Linked DNA regions of Zea mays: regions 1 and 2 are each linked to region 3. Evidence: chromatin contacts called from public Hi-C and HiChIP or PLAC-seq data. All regions are on one chromosome and are shown on one strand. The core of a region is the stretch at or near the end of the contact, and the rest is flanking DNA. Distances in the headings are between cores, read along the strand shown.

What was found. Hi-C and Micro-C count contacts between places; a contact is called where the count stands out from the background. HiChIP or PLAC-seq counts read pairs in DNA pulled down with a chosen protein or histone mark.
Region 1: an H3K4me3 HiChIP or PLAC-seq map of leaf shows a contact between it and region 3, with 2.7 times the contacts expected there. The contact joins the promoter of LOC103638685 here to the promoter of LOC100284691 in region 3. A contact is called at or near these places in 3 of 25 Hi-C or Micro-C datasets (bundle sheath, ear and leaf) and 1 of 3 datasets of contacts at active chromatin or transcription factors (leaf).
Region 2: a Hi-C map of ear shows a contact between it and region 3, with 2.6 times the contacts expected there. The contact joins the promoter of LOC100283785 here to the promoter of LOC100284691 in region 3. A contact is called at or near these places in 2 of 25 Hi-C or Micro-C datasets (ear and tassel).

The regions. Positions count from the first base shown.
Region 1 is chr9:94,824,679-94,827,378 of Zm-B73-REFERENCE-NAM-5.0, forward strand. It overlaps LOC103638685 (ethylene-responsive transcription factor WIN1), which reads right to left and starts at 1,291. Exons shown (of 2, transcript XM_008661526.4): 1 at 784-1,291; 2 at 1-620. The coding sequence starts at 866. The coding sequence ends at 50.
Region 2 is chr9:94,927,531-94,930,397 of Zm-B73-REFERENCE-NAM-5.0, forward strand. It overlaps LOC100283785 (Serine/threonine-protein phosphatase 2A 65 kDa regulatory subunit A), which reads left to right and starts at 1,317. Exons shown (of 13, transcript NM_001412582.1): 1 at 1,317-1,616; 2 at 1,909-2,331. The coding sequence starts at 1,939.
Region 3 is chr9:94,537,222-94,540,038 of Zm-B73-REFERENCE-NAM-5.0, forward strand. LOC100284691 reads right to left here and starts at 1,368. Exons shown (of 1, transcript NM_001366702.1): 1 at 98-1,368. The coding sequence starts at 1,277. The coding sequence ends at 495.

The sequences.
Region 1 (2,700 bases), core at 41-2,540, 290 kb after region 3:
ATGATGTCCTGATCATATCATAATAGCTTGTAGAACCATGCGGTTTCCTTCAGATGACGAGGCTGCCTGCTGCACCCTGGAGCATCATCCCATGTGATCCCAGCAGCTCCTCGATCATCTGCAGCGCAACACTCTCCTCGTCATCCATCATCTCAGGTGGAGGCGACCCGGCCGTGACAGTGGACGACGTGGGCGTGGTGGCCGCGCCGCCGTAGCTGGGCGCGGGCTCCTCGCCGGAGGACGGCGGCGGCGGCGCGTCCTTGCTGAGCTCGACGGTCATGACCCAGCTGGAGTCGGCGCGCGCGCCGGCGCGCTTCTGCCAGACGCCAATGTGGGACTTCTCCGGGTCGAGGCGGAGGCAGGTGAGCGACGGCGACGGCGTCTTGCAGCACCTGCGGAGCTTGGCGCTGAGGATCTGCGACAGGCTGGTGCCGCCGCCGCCGCCACCACGCGCCTCCCGTGCGGCCGGCACTGCAGGGGCCAGCAGCTCCCCGGTGCCGCTCCTTGGCACGGGGAAGTTGGTCTTGGCGTTGCGGCCGCTCATGAGGACGGCGGCCTCGTCGTACGCCCGCGCCGCCTCCTCTGCCGTCTCGAAGGTGCCCAGCCACACCCTCCTCTTACTGCATATTCGATTCAAGCATGCATGCCCACCACGCCGCCATCGTCAGAACGCATGGCGAAAGAGAAAGACCGAGGCATCTACTACTACTACTAGAGAGCAGCGTGGCTAGCTAGTAGAGCTGAGGGAAGAAGATCTAGCATGGGGGGCCACCAGTTTCTTACAGCAGCGGGTGCCTGATCTCGGAGACCCAGGAGCCCCAGTGGCGCTGCCTGACGCCGCGGAACTTCTTCTTTGATTGCACCATGATGCCTGCAGATCCCCGCGCTCTGCAGGGCAGGGACGGGCCGGCCGGCAAGCACTGCAGATTCTCTGCCAGGGGAAGGAAGGAAGGAGTGAGCAGCAGTCCAGTCAGTCAGTGATGCGAGTGAGTGAGTGCCTCCGGATCAGGGAGTGGGGGTGGGTATGTGTAGATGCCGGCCGGCCGGCCCTCTTTCCCTTCCATTCCGGTGAATATTTTAGCGCTACCCCCGCACTGTACTTGCGTCCGCAGGGCAGCGTTAATGCGGTTAGATACAGCGACGACGCCCCCGGCCGGCTGTGTGTTGTGTTGTGCTGTGCGTGCGCGTGCAGTGCCACGGCTGCGCTGCGTCCAAGTTGCTGTTCTGTCAGGGTGACCTTTCCTTTCAGCAGGAACACTTGTGTCAGAGCTAGGTGGCCTGGACTCCGAAGCCCTTGCCTTGCCTGTCCTAGTGTCCTGTCGTGGGTTGGGCTTGTGGCTGGGTCGCGCTGTCGGTGAACTGCAGTGTGGTGGCGGGTGGCATAACCACCCAGCCTCGCTGCTGCTGCTGCCCTGCCAGTACTCCTCTCATTTATGGAGGGGAGCCTGAGGCCCGGTGCTTTGCATGCAAGATCGCACTAAAACCCGCTGATCAAATTAGCAATGGGAGAAGGCACACATCATGAGATGGTCGTTTTGATGGGCAGAGGTCGGAAGCAGTTGAGCGGAAGAGACCATGTCAATGGTATGGACGTATGGTGAAGGGATCGAGCAGTTAGCCTGGAAGACTCTTGTTGATCCACAGCTCCCGTCAGTACACATACACACGCTGGCAATGGAGGATTGCTTGCTTCACTCATGCATGCATGTCCATGGGGACGACGACACTGCACTGACGCTGCCGAGCAGCTGTGTTTGGCCGGGCAATAACTGCGGCATCCAATCCATCCATGCATCCACACCCCACGAGGGTCGAGGGGCAACCAATCCATCAATCAATCCGCCAATCATCCATCCATCCATGGCAACAGAAGCCCCGTAAAAAGGCAGAGCGGCAGCATCAATAATGGCGGTCCTCGCTGCCCCGGCCCTTGTCTTGTCCACGCCCAATGATCGCCCAGTTGGATACGTGTTCCTTCCTTCCTCAGCTCCTTGCAGGACGGAACCTTTTGCTACAGTAACGCTGCATGCTAGCTGCTCACTCCGTCTGTCTCCGTACGTACGCGCATCACTCGGCAGGTAAGGTTGAGGCCAAGCCATTCCACAGTGGTAGATTTCAAATTTGTGTTTTCAAGATGTAACATAATCAAGAAACAAATGAAATCATGGTTGAAACAGTACGTCTCTCACAGTGAAGAGTTTAATTGAGCAAGGTTTCATAGGTAACATGAAAAGACAAGACAATATGTCTAAGCAATAGTGTAGACATGGTTTCATCTCCATAAAACCCATTTCATATGTTTCTTCGTTAATTGCTTGCCACATCATCTCAATTGCTGACATGACACAACATTTAGTGCCCGTTTGGTTAGCATGTGACCAATGCTTGGAACGGTTCCTAGCCGGATTGCTTGTCTCATTTATATAAGCTTTGATCAATAAGAACGATTTCTGGGTGCATTCCTAGACAAAAAAGGCCTTAATGACAATGAAACCTCTATGAAACTGACATTGAAAATGACCTTACGGGGGTGGTGTTAGATCTTACATAAACTTGCGTGACCCTTAGCCACTGGATGCTTAAGAAACTAGGATTATAACTTCGAGGCTGGATGACTAGGCAACTAGGGTGATGAAGTTCGAATAAGAGATAGTGAGGTAGAACGACGACACACTTTCCTTCACTGACTGTATAGAGAGA
Region 2 (2,867 bases), core at 67-2,566, 390 kb after region 3:
CGGTGTGCACCGGACTGTCCGGTGCACCATTCGGCAGACAGTCCCACCAAACGGCTAGTTTGGTGGTTGGGGCTATAAATACCCCCAACCACCCCACATTCAAGTGATTCAAGTTTTCCAGCTTCCAACCACTATACAAGAGCTAGCATTCATTGCAAAGCACACCAAAAGAGATCAAATCCTCTCCCAACTCCACACAAAGCCTTAGTGACTAGTGAGAGTGATTTGTAGTGTTCATTTGAGCTCTTGCACTTGGATCGCTTCTTTTCTTTGACATTCTTTCTTGTGATCAAACACTCACTTGTAATTGAGGCAAGAGACACCAAGTGTGTGGTGGTCCTTGCGGGAAGTTTTGATTCCCAAGTGATTTGAGAAGAGAAGCTCACTCAGTCCGAGGGACCGTTTGAGAGAGGAAGGGTTGAAAGAGACCCGACCTTTGTGGCCTCCTCAACGGGGAGTAGGTTTGCGAGAACCGAACCTCGGTAAAACAAATCCGCGTGTCTCACTTCATTATTTGCTTGCGATTTGTTTTGCACCCTCTCTCTCGGACTCTATTATATTTCTAACGCTAACCCGACTTGTAGTTGTGATTATTTTTGAGAATTTCAGTTTCGCCCTATTCACCCCCCCTCTAGGCGACTTTCACTACTCATCGCTGATGTGTTGTTCTGCTCAAGTGTAGTGTAGTACGACAGTGAATCCATATTCCATGCCTGATCCATTTGCCTATTCAGGCTAGGTACACCACAATTTTATACATTTTAATATATTGACCGGATACCCATGGCCCAAAGAGATGCAATCCCAAACCATCTTTATAAAATAGAGTTATAACTTATATCAAATGGACCACTTGCCCAACATCTAGAGCGTTTTAGCCTGTTGATCATGAAGCAACCCTATGATCTATCTTCCCACAAGGTTCCTTCTGGGATGCGAGATCTAGCTTCTACACGAAGCCCTCTGCACCATTATGGACAGTCCGTCGCCTACAAACAAACAGTCCACGCACCCAGAGAAGATCTTATTTATCTGCTCTACGGTGATCTACATGCGGACGGTCTGTTGACCTATCGCAGACCGTCTAGCATCTCGTAGGGAGCTCGCCAAGGTCTCGACTCCCCGGAATCGAGATCTAGGGATGGTTGATGTTTTACCAAAAAGTCGCTAACACTTATCTTACTACAGAATGTAGAAAATTCTATCCGCTTATTTACACTGTAATAATAATAATAATATAAACACTATTTTCTGTTATTTAAAACTAATATTTTAGTTGTCAGCATTGATATGAGAGGATGATATAAAATTGAGTCAAACAAATAAAAAGGAGAGTGAAAGAAAAAGAACAAAAAAAGGGAATAGCCAAATGCGGCTCAGGAGAAGGCCCCGTGTGGCCGTGTGAGCTTCCCCCGGCCCGAACGGCAGTCCCCCGCATTCCCCTAACGTTCAATCGCGTACCGTCGCTCGCCGTATTCCCCTGCCGCGCACAGTTCACTCGCGCACCTCTCGCCCCCTCGCTCTACGACGACTAGTGGGCCGCCGGCGCTGGCGCCGCCTTACGCCAGGTGCCGAGGTCTTCGTTGATCTCTTCGCCGGCGACGAGCACCCACCAGGTATTCTCATCCCTTTTCTTCACTTCCTGCCGTGCGAAGCCGAGCACCCAAACCCTAATCTAAAGCTATTTGGCTATTTGTTGGTTCCTAACCTGGAACCCTTTTGAAAAATTATCGGGTGTACATGTGTACGCTCATGCCCCTTTGCTGTGTCCGCCCCTGTTAGGAGCTAAAAACTCGCTGACCTAATTTGGCGTCCTGTAGTCAATGGTTGATAAGATTTTGGCTTTCATAATATTGTGTTAAGTTTATGAACGCTAACTTATTTCATCCCTGTTGGTGTATTTTACAGCTGGGAAAAAATCTATAGCCAAACATAATAATGGCTATGATTGATGAACCTCTCTACCCGATTGCTGTACTGATTGATGAACTGAAAAATGAAGATATTCAGTTGCGCCTTAACTCCATCAAAAAGCTTTCTACAATTGCCCGGGCATTGGGTGAAGAAAGAACAAGGAAAGAGCTGATTCCATTCCTTAGTGAAAACAACGATGATGAAGATGAGGTGCTTCTTGCAATGGCAGAAGAGTTGGGCGTTTTTATTCCTTATGTTGGAGGAGTAGAGCATGCACATGTTTTGCTTCCACCACTGGAAACATTGTGTACTGTGGAGGAGACCTGCGTCAGAGACAAGGCTGTGGAATCACTTTGTCAGATAGGAGCACAGATGAAGGAAAATGATATTGTGGACTGGTTTGCCCATGTCGTAAAGGTATGAGCACTACTTTTATTGTGCTATAGGTTTCAATGTTTTCTTATTTACTCTGACAGAAAAAGAAGTATCCACACCAATTTAAGCTAAATATGTGGTTATACATGCATCTATCTTATTAGAAATACACAGAAGTTTGTTTTTCTTTTACTTCTGTAGTTCTGTCAAACGTTCTCTTATTCTATAATCATTACCGGTGCTTCATAACACTATGCAGAAACTTATTGAATATATTTATGAATTTATAACTCTACATTCTCATTTAACAAGTTATTGGAGTCATCATCAAATTTACGATATGTATTGGAGGTGGTCTCTCCACATTTTCTAGGCCGCGGGTTCGAAGCAGCCCCTCCACATTTGCGGGGGGAAGGCTTGCCTCGGTTTATCTTTTCCCCAGACCCCACTCACGTGGGAGCCTCTGTCTGGCATTGGGTCTATCTTTTTTTATTGGAAGTGACCCACTTCCACATGATCATCTAGACTATTGTGTTTTACTTTGAACAAGTTCACAAGATTATCTAGACTATTGTGTT
Region 3 (2,817 bases), core at 118-2,617:
TATTGTACTGTATTTCACAATCTAAGTTCTGCTAGTTTAAGTTTAGTGGTCCTACAAAGTTGAATAGAAGGTGCACCTTTGTTGGTCCTTTGGATGTCAAACAGGAACACTTTGGGTTCACATGCTCAATGTCAATATATAACTTCAGCACAAGAGCGGGATTTTGCCGATCTACCTAAATATTAATGATGTTGATATGATACTGAGTAGTGAGTACAGACATCCAAACTTGATGAAATAGATACAAATGGAAGATTATGACAAGCTAAAAGGACTGAGTAGAAATAAATACAGAGATGATTCTTAATATGAGTACCAGAATCTGAAACTGCGCTTCTATGACTATCCTTTCAGAGGTTCCAATTGAACATTTGAATCCAGCCTAGCGTGTGATCCAACAGCCCCAATTGGTCAATATGAAACTGAGTTCTCCAATGGACTCCAACACTCCATCATATACACATATACAGGTACAGCAGAAGACGGCTAACCGCCTAGAAGTCCATCTGCAGCCACTTCTTGTAGTAAACGCACGTGCTCGGTGAGATTATCCCCTCCGGCGAGCACTCATCAATCCTGGGGCAAACCCCACAAGGAATTCCCTCCATCATCCCTCCCTGCGGAGCCCCAGTCACCAGCCGATAGCACATTGTGCCGGCCCTGACATCCCTGAACTCCCCCGTGCCGGTGCTCTTGACCTCCTCGAGGACCTTGTCGAGAACCATGGTCTTGATGATATCCCTGATCTTGTCGATAGTGTACCCGGCCCTGGGATCGTCCTTCAGAATACCGTGGTGGATCATCTGCACGGTGGCGGCGCCGAGCCTCTCGACCTGCGCCTGGCAGCAGCGGCGCGCAGTGGTTACGGCGTCAGTGTCCAGGCGGCCGTCGTGGTACCAGGTGCCGCCGGTGATCTCGGCAGAGGGCTGGAAGTCGGTGGCCATGAAGATCTTCCTGCTACGGTGGCGCACATCGCTGACCTCCTTGAGGAGCCGCCGCGTCACGAGGGTACGCACGACCTTGGTGGCGATGTTGGGGCCCATCAACAACTTCTTGCGGATATCCAGCATCCACATGCCCTTGTTGCCCGCCTCGAAGATGAGCTTGTACGCCAGGCGCTCCTGGGGGGGCAGTTGGGCGAGGATCGCCGCCGAGATGATCGGCTGCTCGGAATCGGGTGAGGGTTTGGAGGGTTCGGACGGATGTGCTTCAGGTTGATGCTTCGAGGAAGGGGAGGGCTCATCCGGCGGCAGCGCCGGGCGCTTTCGCGGTGGCATGGCGCACGAGAGGCTGGCGGCGGCGCCGCGGGGCAGGGGAGCACAGCTGCAGAAGGGGGGAAGACCGGAAGAGGAGAGCTTTTTGGAACGAATGTATGACCAGTCTTTAAAAAATGCTATCCACAACATTATTATAATAAGGCTCTGTTGGGTTCCATTAGTACTAGGACTAAAGTTTAGTCCAGCAACTAAATTTTAATCTCTACCCTGCTTGGTTGTAGGGACTAAATAGATTCTAAATACATTAAATATAACACATAAAGACTAAAATGCCCATTTTTTGTTTGACACCAGTTTTCTAGAAAGGATAATTAGAGTAAATGTTGTCCTTTAATCCCTTTTAGTACACATATGAAGGACTAGAGACTAAAGTCAATTAGTCACTACTTTAGTCCTTCCGTTTGGTAAAATAGAGACTAAACGAGACTAAAAACAGGAACTAAAGATTAGTCCCTCTAACCAAACGGGGCCTAAGTTCTGCCTTAGTTAATACCCAAACTGGTTTGATCCCTCTTCTAGTGGAATGCTTCTTGTACGGTGTTACGGCAATTTATCTACCTGTCTCGTTTCTCGGAACGGATCGAGTTGTGGAACCAGCTCCCGGTCTTGCTCCTGATGGCGCTCGATTCACCGGCCTCAACAATGGAGACCCCGCCATGAGCGTCGACGCCGTCACTGGCTCTGATCATCCCCGTCGAATATGGAGACTCCACGGGAACCGACGACGACAACCACGGTTCTTTCCTAGTTCAAGCTTCCTTGCCCTCCTCGTGTCCCATAAATTATTCATTACTACACACTACGTCAGATGCATATTGGTACCTCACCATTGAAGATGTTGACCACTCGTTGATTGAGGCACCAGCAGCGTCTGAGGACATCGGTGCTCTGAAAGAGAATTAGACTTACACCTATTTTCTAATTGATTTTGGTGGTTGAATTGCCCAACAAAAATAATTGGACTAACTAGTTTGCTCTAGTCTATAAGTTCTTCAGGTGCCAAAGGTTCACAATAAGCCAATAAAAAGACCAAGAAAAGGGTTCAAACAAGAGAGCAAAGGACAATCCGAAAGGCACTCTGGTCTGGCGCACCGCACTGTCCGGTGTGCCACCGGACAGTGTCCGGTGCACCAGGGCACTTTAGCTTGAACTTGTCACCTTCGGGAAAATCAGAGGGCGCTCCGCTATAATTCACCGCACTGTCCGGTGAGTCACCGGACAGTGTCCGGTGCACACCGGACTGTCCGGTGTGCCAGCGGAGCAACGGCTCCTTCCGCGCCAACAGTCACCTACTACAGCATTTAATGCGCGCCAGAGCGCGCAGAAGTCAGGCACGCGCGAGAAGGCGCACCGGACAGTCTACAGGACCTGTCCGGTGCACCACCGGACAGCCCAGAGGCCCCACAAGTCAGAGCTCCAACGGTCGAACTCCAACGGTCTGCTGACGTGGCTGGCGCACCGGACAGTGTCCGGTGGCGCACCGGACTGTCCGGTGCGCCATGCGACTGCAGCCTTCCAACGGCCATTTTTGGTGGTTGGG